Linked DNA regions of Pan troglodytes: regions 2 and 3 are each linked to region 1. A link is a contact called in public Hi-C and HiChIP or PLAC-seq data. All regions are on one chromosome and are shown on one strand. The core of a region is the stretch at or near the end of the contact, and the rest is flanking DNA. Distances in the headings are between cores, read along the strand shown.

What was found. Hi-C and Micro-C count contacts between places; a contact is called where the count stands out from the background. HiChIP or PLAC-seq counts read pairs in DNA pulled down with a chosen protein or histone mark.
Region 2: a contact with region 1 is called in a Hi-C map of stem cell-derived neural progenitor cells, with 8 times the contacts expected there. The contact joins the enhancer-like site here to the promoter of MDGA1 in region 1. A contact is called at or near these places in 2 of 7 Hi-C or Micro-C datasets (induced pluripotent stem cells and stem cell-derived neural progenitor cells) and 1 of 1 datasets of contacts at active chromatin or transcription factors (stem cell-derived excitatory neurons).
Region 3: an H3K4me3 HiChIP or PLAC-seq map of stem cell-derived excitatory neurons shows a contact between it and region 1, with 5 times the contacts expected there. The contact joins the promoter of CCDC167 here to the promoter of MDGA1 in region 1. A contact is called at or near these places in 3 of 7 Hi-C or Micro-C datasets (blood and induced pluripotent stem cells) and 1 of 1 datasets of contacts at active chromatin or transcription factors (stem cell-derived excitatory neurons).

The regions. Positions count from the first base shown.
Region 1 is chr5:43,574,483-43,577,981 of NHGRI_mPanTro3-v2.0_pri, reverse strand. It overlaps MDGA1 (MAM domain containing glycosylphosphatidylinositol anchor 1), which reads left to right and starts at 1,346. Exons shown (of 17, transcript XM_054685753.2): 1 at 1,346-2,280. The coding sequence starts at 2,214.
Region 2 is chr5:43,443,687-43,447,210 of NHGRI_mPanTro3-v2.0_pri, reverse strand. The region is part of intron 2 of LOC134810296 (a long non-coding RNA gene); the gene reads right to left. Among named protein-coding and RNA genes, the nearest start is that of CCDC167, 67 kb to the right of the region's middle. Within about 2 kb of position 1,635, at least 16 of the 24 cell types and tissues checked have an H3K27ac peak or open chromatin away from gene starts, as enhancers often do. A contact at or near this core is called in induced pluripotent stem cells and stem cell-derived neural progenitor cells, where this site is marked.
Region 3 is chr5:43,376,651-43,380,244 of NHGRI_mPanTro3-v2.0_pri, reverse strand. It overlaps CCDC167 (coiled-coil domain containing 167), which reads left to right and starts at 2,032. Exons shown (of 4, transcript XM_003311272.5): 1 at 2,032-2,138. The coding sequence starts at 2,097.

The sequences.
Region 1 (3,499 bases), core at 97-2,596:
TCCGCGAGGGCCCCTTCGAGGCGGCTGAGACCCGAGTGCCGGACTCCCGCCGCTGGAGCGGGGCTCGGGTTCGGCAGCCGGAAGGAGGTGTGCCCCCGGGGCGCTTGGGGGCGCCTGAGGTCCCGAGGGGAGGCAAGATGGGAAGAGTGGCTAGCCGAGGAAAATGTGGGGTGACTTAGGGAAGCTCTGGCGGAGGGGTCGTGCGAGCAAACCTGTTGGCAACCTGTGGGCCGCGGCAAGGGCAGGAGCTCTCAGCGCGACCTCTCCGCCAGCTGCTCCGGCCCGGCCCCAGCACCAGACGCCTGGAAAGGGGCGGGGGCCTCTCGAGCCGGGCAGACAGCCTTGCAGACCCACAGCCGCGGCCCGGCTCGCGCGGCTGCAGGACCCCAGGAACCGCAGGCGCCCGGCCTTTCCCTAGGACCCCCGCTTCAGTCTCGCCTACCCAAAGTGCAAAACATTTACGAAGTGTGCAGTGCCCTGCGGGCTTGGGTCCCCGAAGCGAGCGGCCGTGTTTGCCCCGCGGGCTGCTGGCAACGGTGCACCTGGCTCGGCCAGCTAGTCTGGGTGTGCAAGGCTGGAGAACGGCGAGTGTGCGAGCGCGCGGCTGCAGAGCCCGCGCCGAAACCCAGGTCCCTCCGCCACTGTCCTCGGGATAGATGGATCCATTTCTGCTTTCTGACATTTTCCTGCTGGGCGGGGTTGGGGGGGAATGTTAGGGGGCGGAGAGAGGAAGAGAGAGAGAGGGAGAGGAGAAAGGGAAAGAGAGGAGAGGAAGGGAGAGAGAGCGAGAGGGAGAGAGGAGAGAGAAGAGAGAGAGAGAGGAGAGAGAGGAGAGAGAGGAGAGAGAGAAGAGAGAGAGAGAGAGAGAAAGGCAGGCAGTCAGCTTCCCCCAGCCCTGTTTTGTTTTCTCTAATTGGTCCTGGGGGAGGCGAGGAAATTGGACAGAGGCTGGGCCAGGCGAGCTGGGCTGCCTTTAATTGGCTCCTTTTTTTAACTGGAGGGGAATCAAACAGGAGAGCGAGCGACAACGGGTGGGAGAGCGAGAGACCGAACGAGGAGACGCGAGGAGGAGGGAGGAGGAAGAGAGGGAGGGAGGCGGGAGGAGGGCGGAATGAAAAGCTCGGAGGGGCGAAAAAGCAGCACAGCAAAGCCCAAGTTGCTGGGCGAGCGGAGCGCTCCCGCGGCCCGGAGCCGAGCGGCCGCCGCGCCCCGGAGCCCGGCCCGGCCCCGCCCGCTCTGGGCCCCCGCAGGCCAAGGCCGCCGGGCGGGGGCGGGGACGACCAACTTGGGGCGCGGCGTAGCCCCGCTCTCCCGAGAGCTCGGAGCCCGGGAGCGCTACGGCCGCGGCCAGACGGCGGGAGAGGAGCGCGGCGAGCGGAGGCGGCGAGCGGCGCCCGCGCCGCAGCTCCGGCCTGGGCGAGAGCGCGAATATTTTTGAAAAGACTCAAACTTTCCTCCTTTCCTCGTTTTCTGGGGCCCCTCTTGCCTGGAATTGCTCTCTAGATTCCCGCGGGGCGCCGGGCTGCTATTCTTTCCCCGGGTTTATCGGCGGCTCGGCTAACTTCACGGACCCGGGGACCCGCGGCGCTCGTCCCTCGGCCGAACCCAGCCCGCGCTGCTCCCCGGATCAGGAGGGCCGGGCCCGGGGCTCCTTCGCCGCCGCGAGTGCTTTCAGCCCGGCCCCCTGGAGTCGGGCGGCTGAGCCCACGGCAGCGGCCGCAGGACTGGAAACAGCAGATTGATTAACTCGAGCGGAGCCCCGGCCTCCCCGACTCCGCTCCGCTGAGGGGCGGCTCCAGTGCGGGGAAACGACAAGTTTGTCAGTTGTCCGTGGCCTGTTGGATCGAAGCGCCGCCGCCGCCGCCGAGAGGTCCCCGGCGCCTAGCATCCCGCGCGGACGGCCCTGGGTACCCGGGGCGGCTCGGCGGCCGGGCTCCTCGGGTCGGGGCGCTGGCTGCTGTGCCGGGCGCGCCGAGGCACCCGGGGCTGGGCCAGCGCCCCCTGCGTCCCCACGCGGGCAGCGGCCCCGCCGGAGGAGAAACCCGGGTCGCCGCCACCTCCGCCTCTTCAGTCTCCTGGTCTTCGTCGCCGCTCTCTCTCTCACCTCTCAGGGAAAGGGGGGGACATAGGGGCGTCGCGGGGCCCCGGCTAATGCGCCCCCCGCCGCCTCTCGGGCTGCGCCGCCTCGCGGGGATGAAGCACCGGCCGTGAAGATGGAGGTGACCTGCCTTCTACTTCTGGCGCTGATCCCCTTCCACTGCCGGGGACAAGGAGTCTACGGTAAGAGCCCGCGTCCCGCTCCACCTTGGCTTAACCTCGCGCGGAAACTTTGCAAGAGGCGCAAAGTGCGCGCTGCCGGGGTTTGGTGGAGACCTCGACTCGGACTCTGGAGTGGATGCCGGCGTCCCCGCCCTCTCCAGGGCGCGTGGAGACCGAGCTAGCTGCTTCGGAACACAGGGGCCGGTCGTAGGGTCTGGTGTGAAGCCGGGATGTCAGGAGGAGGTACCCACTTTCCCACACCCTGCTAGAGGTGGGAATGATTAGGAACCCTTGAGAGCACCCAGTCGGCTCGGGAGACCCGGACAGACCCAGTCTAGGATTGGTGCAGCGACTTGCACCGAAACCTCGTCCTGGCTCGGCCTCCGGAGTGGAAGCCAAGCGATGCATGAGCCGGAGTTGCCGCGCTGCTTGCGGGCGAGCCGGCTGTCAGCACCAAGGCCGGGCGGCGGGCTCGCCTTCCCCGCTGTTGCTGCGGCTTCGCTTCTTCTACTCACGGCTTGACACCCTGATCAGGATGCCGGCATCCCCTGGCCCCGGCGCCTTCGACCCCGGCATCCCTTTTCGGACCTTTCCTGAACCAGTTCTTCCTGTCCCCGGTTCTTGGCTACAAACCCCAACCCCACCTTCCTTCCTGCGCGCACACACAGACACATTCAGCCACCATCCCCAGAAAACGCAAACACGGCACGCACCCACAGGGATACGTGTCCAAACTCTGCCTCCTGCCACGCAGCCTTGCTCCTGCGTTCGCACGCCTCGCTGTGGTTACCAAGGGAGACTCTGGTTACCCCTTCCCCCTTCCATCCTGTGGGTTTTCCCAGGGAAGGCCCGGGGCAGGCATCATCCATTCAGTCACCTGGGCTCAGCCTCCCGCAGTGCCTTAACCCCACAGCACAGAAAATCATTCTCAGGGGCCCAATGCCCCTTACTTTGCTTTCTCTTTACTGCAGGATGGTTTGTCCAGGTCACTTTTTAGTGATGTGTGGCTGGGGCGGGCAGGATTCTCTCTTTCCTTTTCTGTTGGGTGGAGGGACTAATGATTCCTCTTTTAGATCCAGGGGAGTCTGACCTGTTCTTTGTGGGGTGGTATAGGCACTGACTACTGGTTGCCAGCCTCAGGTGCTGAGGCTAAAGCACCCTGGAGGGTGCTGACCCATCTGCCTGTGCCTGGCAAGAAGAAGGGGTGTCCTGAAGGGTGTCTGAGAGGTGACATGCTCCT
Region 2 (3,524 bases), core at 386-2,885, 130 kb after region 1:
CCATTCAGGAGTCTGGAGCTAAGGGCAGTGCCCTGAGGATAAGGTGGCACTGCTGGAGCTATCTGACCCCTGCCGGGTCTCTTTTGGACAGGGCAGAACTGTGAGTGAAGTTTCCGCCCTGTATCTGGCCTCATACAAGGCCTCCTTCCTGCTGGCTGTTGTGCTAAGAATTGGGATACAGAAATGGACACGACAGAGCCATGCCCAGTGTGTCCCCAGGCCCTTCTGCTTTTGTGCGAGCATGAGCAGGGCATGGGGAGAGAAGGGGGCCGTGGAGAGAGGTTTCCACTCAGGAAACGGGATGTGGGGAAACCAGAGGCACAAAGGAGCCACGGTCTACCCGTTCCTCCAGGAAACCGTGCTCAGGGGAAACTATACAATATCACCAACAACATGAGGAGTGATGCTTAGAAAAGCAACACGAGACACCAACCCCACAAGGGATTTGTGCTGCTGTGGCTAAGTAAGAATTCCTCAGTCAAAGGAAAGCGTTTCTGACTGCAAATTTCTGTGATCCCAGAAATGCATGCGTGCATGAGCGCGCACGGAAGTGTATGTGTGTGTGTGTGTGTGTGTGTGTGTGCATGCGCACATGGTGGTGGGGGCCCTCTTGGCCTCAGTCTACAGCTCCATCTCCATCTTTACCTGGCCCCATGACTCGCTAAGCCTGGACCATCTCCATACAGACACTGCAGCCACAGGCAGCCTTTCCTCCAGAGAGCACCACCTTTTCGGCCAACAAGTACCACTTGTGTCTCTCCTGCTGCAAATCAAACTCAGGCCCTCTTGATCTTTTGGGAGGTGGGGGAAGAGGGACAATGAGATAATGAATGGAATTCTCAGCAAAACAGCTTCATCTGACACATCTCTGGGTCTTTCCACTCTCTTTTCAACTCTGAGCCCCTAGCTCTCTTAACCATCCCCCAGTGGCCTCTCTGTTCCTTCCACGTCCCTTTGGTCTCTTTGTTCTCTGGGGCTGGGGAAAGCAGGCCTGACAGCGTTAACCCTGATGGCAGAGTGCAGGACATCAAAGAGGCTGCAAGAGAGGTGATGGATAATAGATAGGTGGAAGCATGAATGATACATATGCAGATAAATGATGGATAATGGGGCCCGCATGATGTATAGGTGGCTGCCAGAGTAATAGATGGGTAGGTACATATAGACTGATGGAGGGAGAGAGTTTCAGAGACAACAGACACAGGGGCAGCTGGAAGGACTGATTCCGGAGTTCTGATAGATGCATCGCTACTAAATAGGCAAGGAGAGGAGAGGCAGGACAGGCACCTAATGAGATAAGACAGAGGGATGTACGCCAAGAGGGGTTCCTGGGCACAAGGGGCTAGAGGAAAAGTAACCATCAATGGATGGACACCCAGAGGCTTCCACTGACCACTGACAGTGTCCCTGGTAGGTGGCAGGATGGAGGGGGTAAGCTGAAGGAGCCCCGGTGAGTGGATGGGTGATGGATGTGTGGAGAGATGAGGAATGGCTGGGCCCATTGATCAGGGTCCTCACTTCCCTGACCTCTCTCTGCCCAGGGCTGGGCTTCCAGGCCCCTGGGTGCAGCCGGGGCGGTGGCGTGCTGCTCTGATGGTGGCCGCGCGGGGGCGCCCACAGCCGGGGCATGGCGCAGAGGGGCGAGGAGGGGGTGCGGGCTGCAGCCTATCCGGCACCCTCCTAGAGTTTGTTTCCATGACAGCGGAGCCCACGTGACCCCTCCCCACTCCCCTTCTCTCTTTCCCTTCCTAAATAAAGTCCCTGGTTGAAAACTGCTCCCCAAGGAGGGGCAGAAAAAAGGCTTCTTGCTGGGCTGCTTTGCCTAGCATCGGAGCAAGTCTTTGAAGCCCGGCCGCCTCCCAGAGCTGCAGGAGCCAGTGTGCGCCTTCTCCGTCACTCCCTCTGCTTGTCCCTCTTGCCCTGTTTTAAATCGTTTCCCTCTCACCACCCACCGCCCCCAATCCTCAGGGTCTTCCCGACGCCAGCTTCTCTCCAGAGCCAGCTGGTATGGAGCGGAGAGACGGGGAGGGAAGCTATTATTCTGGAAAGGGCAAGGCTAACTCCTGGAAGCATGGGGGCTGGGCGGGGTGGCGGGTGCTGGAGCAGATAAGACCCTCTCTCAGAGGAAGCTGCTGCTGCTCCCAGCAGCCCTCCAAGGGACCTGCCCAGCCCAGCTGGGGTGAGGGGCCTGTCGCAGCCTGACACAGCTCGGCAGCTCCTCCCCAGCCCCCGCCATAGGCAGATGCACCCCTCCCTCAGCTCCAGCTCAGCTCCATCTCCCAGGCAGGTGGCGCACAGCTGCAGAGGAGACAGCAGGAGCATAAGCCCCGGCAGCAGCAGCCTCAGGGAGGGCTGGGGTCTGGAGGTGGAGCTGTCACGACAGGAACAAAAGACCTCTTGCCTAAGCCCAAGGTTTCATTGTGTCCACTGGAAGCCAGACACACAGACTCAAGCCCTCCAACGGAGACAGGCGCTGCTGCCTCAGAGATTTGCCTTCACAGTTCTTTTTAGTAACCGCTTATTACCCTACCCCAGGGCCTCTGGAAACAGAAAATCAGATAGCCCAGCCAGAGAGGCACAGAGAGGTGAAGTGACTAGCTCAGCACACCACAGTCTGGCAGCTGCAAGGCTGTAGCCACCATCAGACCCAGGGGATTCTCAGTCCTGAAGAGTTAGGGAAAACAGCAAGGAAGGAGGAACGCAAGGCATGCAGAGAAGGTAGTGTAAGTGTTGTGGGGAGGGGGTGTTTTTTAGGTACCGGATTCCCTTCCAAACAATGGCCAAGTCCCGTCCTCTGCTTCACATACCGGATTCCCCTTGAGATTAAAAACAAACAAACAAAAAATAAAACCTGGCTACTGTGCCTCTGTCTGGAAGAAGTGACACCACTTTAAGAAGCAGTGAAAGTTGTCCAGGATTGGCCAGTGGTTGGAGGGGGCAGAGAGAGAATTCCAAGCAGAAGGGACAGTGTAGCAAAGGCAGAGAGGCACGGAGTGTGAGGGGAGTGGAGACAGCTCTATAGTCCCAGGGCAAAGGTGCAAGAGAAAGAGGCAGGGCTCAGATCATAGAGTCTTGTTCACCATCCAACAAGCTTGCAACAGGGAGCCACTGAAGAGTTTTGAGCAGGGGAGTCACCAGTTCAGATTTGTAATGTGGAGATGTATTGGAGTGGGTGTCAGAGACTGGGATGTCAGTTAGGAAGCTTCTGCCACAGTCCAGGGAGGGGAACACGGGGTGGGATGATGGGGAACCAACCATGTCAGAGTAATAAGGATTGGGTTGGGGGAAAGGGAGAGTCAATAAATATTCTGGACATCCAAGCATCAGCACCCAAAAGGATGAAGACAGAGTGAGCAAAATCACAGTCAAGGCCGACTTCTGGGTACCTGGCCTGGGTGTGGGTGAACTGCAGTGCCACCCTCTGAAAGGTTACATGGGAGGAGGAGCAGGCTTAGGGGAAGAAGTCCAGTTTGGAACACGCTGAGTTTGAGGTACCTGAGGGTGTCCATATCGACTTCCAAGAG
Region 3 (3,594 bases), core at 783-3,282, 200 kb after region 1:
AAATAAGGAGCTTTGATTCTGGTCTCATACTCTTTGACCTAGTAATTCTACTTCTGTGAATTTATCTTAAAGAAAGAATCCAGAGGACAGAGCTGTGTGCACGAAAAGGTTTGCTTTCGCAATATTTGGAGTTACTGTCAATAAAATGATGTCCAATGCAAGAATGCGAGAGACTCACTTGGTGGCACATGAGGCCACTGCAAATGATAATTTCAAAGACACAGAAAAACATACTTGGCAGTGTTTTTCAAATTGCAGTTCAACCTCCATTAAGGGGTCATGAAATAAACCTAAGAGGTGTCCTGCCACCAACTTGTTTTTGTTTATTTTTTTGAGATGGAGTTTCGCTTTTCACCCATGCTGGAGTGCAGTGGCACGATCTCGGCTCACTGCAACCTCCGCCTTCCAGTTTCAAGTGATTCTCCTGCTTCAGCCTCCCGAGTAGTTGGGTTTACAGGCGCCCACCACCACGCCCAGCTAATTTTTGTATTTTTCGTAGAGACGGGCTTTCACCACGTTGGCCAGGCTGGTCTCAAATTACTGACCTCGTGATCTGCCCAGCCTCCCAAAGTGCTGGGATTGAGAGGTAAAGCCAGCTGGACTTCCTGGGTTGAGTGGGGACTTGGAGAACTTTTCTGTCTAGCTAGACAATTGTAAACGCACCAATCAGCGTTCTGTGTCTAGCTAAAGGATTGTAAATGCGCCAATCAGCACTCTGTAAAAACCCACCAATCAGCGCTCTGTGTCTAGCTAAAGGATTATAATGCACCAATCAGCACTCTGTGTCTACCTAGGGATTGTAAATGCACCAGTCAGTGCTCTGTAAAAACGCACCAATCAGCGCTCTGTGTCTAGCTAAAGGATTGTAAATGCACCAATCTGCACTCTGTAAAAATGCACCAATCAGCACTCTGTGTCTAGCTAAAGGACTGTAAATGCACCAATCACCACTCTGTAAAATGGACCAGTCAGTGCTCTGTAACGGGGACAAATAAGGGAATAAAAGCTGGCCATCCCCCAGTCAACAGTGGCAACCCACTCAGGTCCCCTTCCATGATGTGGGAGCTTTGTTCTTTTGCTCTTCACAATAAATCCTGCTGCTGCTCACTCTCTGGGTCCGTGCTACATTTAAGAGCTGTAACACTCACCGTGAAGTCAGTGAGACCAAGAACCCACCTGAAGGAACCAACTCCGGACACAGGATTACAGGCCTGAGCCACCATGCCTGACTTTGTTTTTTTTTAATTAAATAGGCAAGAATACAAAATAACAGAGTGCATTACAGGAGGTAAAGGTACTTACTGTGAAACTTTGGTTTTGGTTTCATGGGTAACTGGGCCATGATATAAAATACATTTTTTTATCGTAGGGTCACAGTCAAAACATTTCAAAGGCCCTGGGTCTATGGTGTACAGTATAGTACGATTACAACAATATAAAATACTGTGTGTGAGGCCAAGCCTGGGAGGAATAAACAGAAGCAAAGAGGAACTGATAAAGTTGGTAGAATAAAGGATGCTGCTTCTCAGTTATATGTTTTCTGTGATGTTTGTAAGTTGTTCTTACAATAAAACAAACCAAAAAAAAAAAAAAAAAAGAAGTCAAGACACAAAGGAGAAATAACAATAGAGGGCCATTATCAGATTCCATTGGCCGAGAAGCTCAAGGCTCCAGCACCGGCCTTGAAGGATGGACAGACTTTGAATGGGGGGCGTGGCCTAAACCGGGACGGGGTTGTTGCTGAAACACAAAACACACTGAAAGAGAACATGGGGTTAAAAAAGGCTCTCAGTGATGCAAAGCGGCTTAAAACTGGGGAAGAAAGGGGCAGGTCCACTCCCGGGCTGTACATTCTGCCTCCCTGTACCAACTTTTCCACCCTCCACCCATCTAGGCTGAGGTCTCAAGCTAGAGGTTGCCCCTCACAAACATGTCCGCACCAAGCCGGCCGCGCCCCTCAACAAGATGGCGACGGCAGCAGCCCCACCTCCCGCTGCCTCGGTGGCCAATGAGGGAGAAGCACGAAGACTTGAGCATGCGCATATAGCGACTTGGTGGGCGCGTCCAGTGATGACTGGGGGATCCCGGCAAGTAACATGACTAAAAAGAAGCGGGAGAATCTGGGCGTCGCTCTAGAGGTGAGGGGAAAAGTGGGGGTTGGGCCACCTCGTTAGTTGCCTTCTCCTGGCTGCGGGATAAGGGATAGGCTGGGCTATAGGTAGGAGGAGGAGCCAAGCGTAGGAAGAGAGGGCGACGCGGTTTGGGGAGAGGGACGGGAGGGGTGAGAAGGCCCACGGGGTTCCCGGAGGAGAGGGAGCCCGAGGAGGTGCCGGATGGGCGAACCAGACTCTCTGGAGAGGGCATCTCCAGAGAGGAAGAGACATGGAAGTGAAGGGGAGCCCCAAAGACGGCCTGGCATAGAAGTGAGGGAACTCAAAGCGGGGGACGCAGAACAAAAGGGATGGGTACAGAGGTGAGGGAGACCCCAGAGAAATAGGGACCTGTAGAATCTGAGGGGAACTCCCAAAGGGCTAGGACTGAAAGATGAGGGAGCCCATTCTGGTGTATATTATTAATGGTTTAAATATCCTCTAAAAGGGGAAATTTTTCCTCCGGAGTATGGAAGCTTGTACCTTCAAAATTACTTTGGGAATATGTAAAGAGAATTCTGGAATTGGTGATGTCACTGAATGGCTTAAAAATAATTTGCTGCATATAGAAGGGAAAGAAAACATGCATATTGAGCAACTGCTATGTGCTACTTTCATTGCATTGTTAATCCTCACTGCAAGCCTGTGAGGTTTGTACAGATGAAGAAATTGAGGTTCCAGGTGGAACCCAGGCTGAGATGGTGGAAGTGGTGGAGCCTGGGAATCAAGCACAGGTGGTCTTCCTGGAAACTCATCTTGCTTCCCCTGTTTTCCTTCCCTGAGGGCATCCTCCCGGAGGTTGCAGGAGAGGTACAGGGTCATAGTCTTCTTCAGGCTTACTAGTGAGTTCAGTGATTCTCAAACTTTAGCATGCATAGAGTCACAGGGCTTGTTAAAAATGGAGAGTTGAACTCTTCCCACACCCCGAGTAATTCAGTAGGACTTTGATGTGCATTCTTAACAAGGAATCTGCATTTTTTTTTAAGACAGAGTCTCGCTCTGTTGTCCAGGCTGAAGTGCAGTGGCATGATCTTGGCTCACTGTAAACTCTGCCTTCTGGGTTCAAGCGATTCTCGTGCCTCAGCCTCCCGAGTAGCTGGGATTACAGGCACGTGCCACCATGCCTGGCTAATTTTTGTATTTTTGTAGAGACGGGCTTTCACCATGTTGGCCAGGCTGGTCTTGAACTCTTGACCTCAAGTGATCTGCCCGCCCGCCTTCGCCTCCCAAAGTGCTGGGATTACAGGCATGAGCCACCACAGCCGGCCAGAATCTGCATTTTTTTTTTTTTACAAGCCACACACACCCCATGGTGATGTGGGTAGTTTTAGTGGCATCCCTTGAGAAATATTGGCCCACTTGGTAGGAAAAAGGTTGATGGAAATGTGAAGAGGATGGTTTATGAGTGGTGACTGAGATGGTACTTTGTGGCGGGAAGAACATA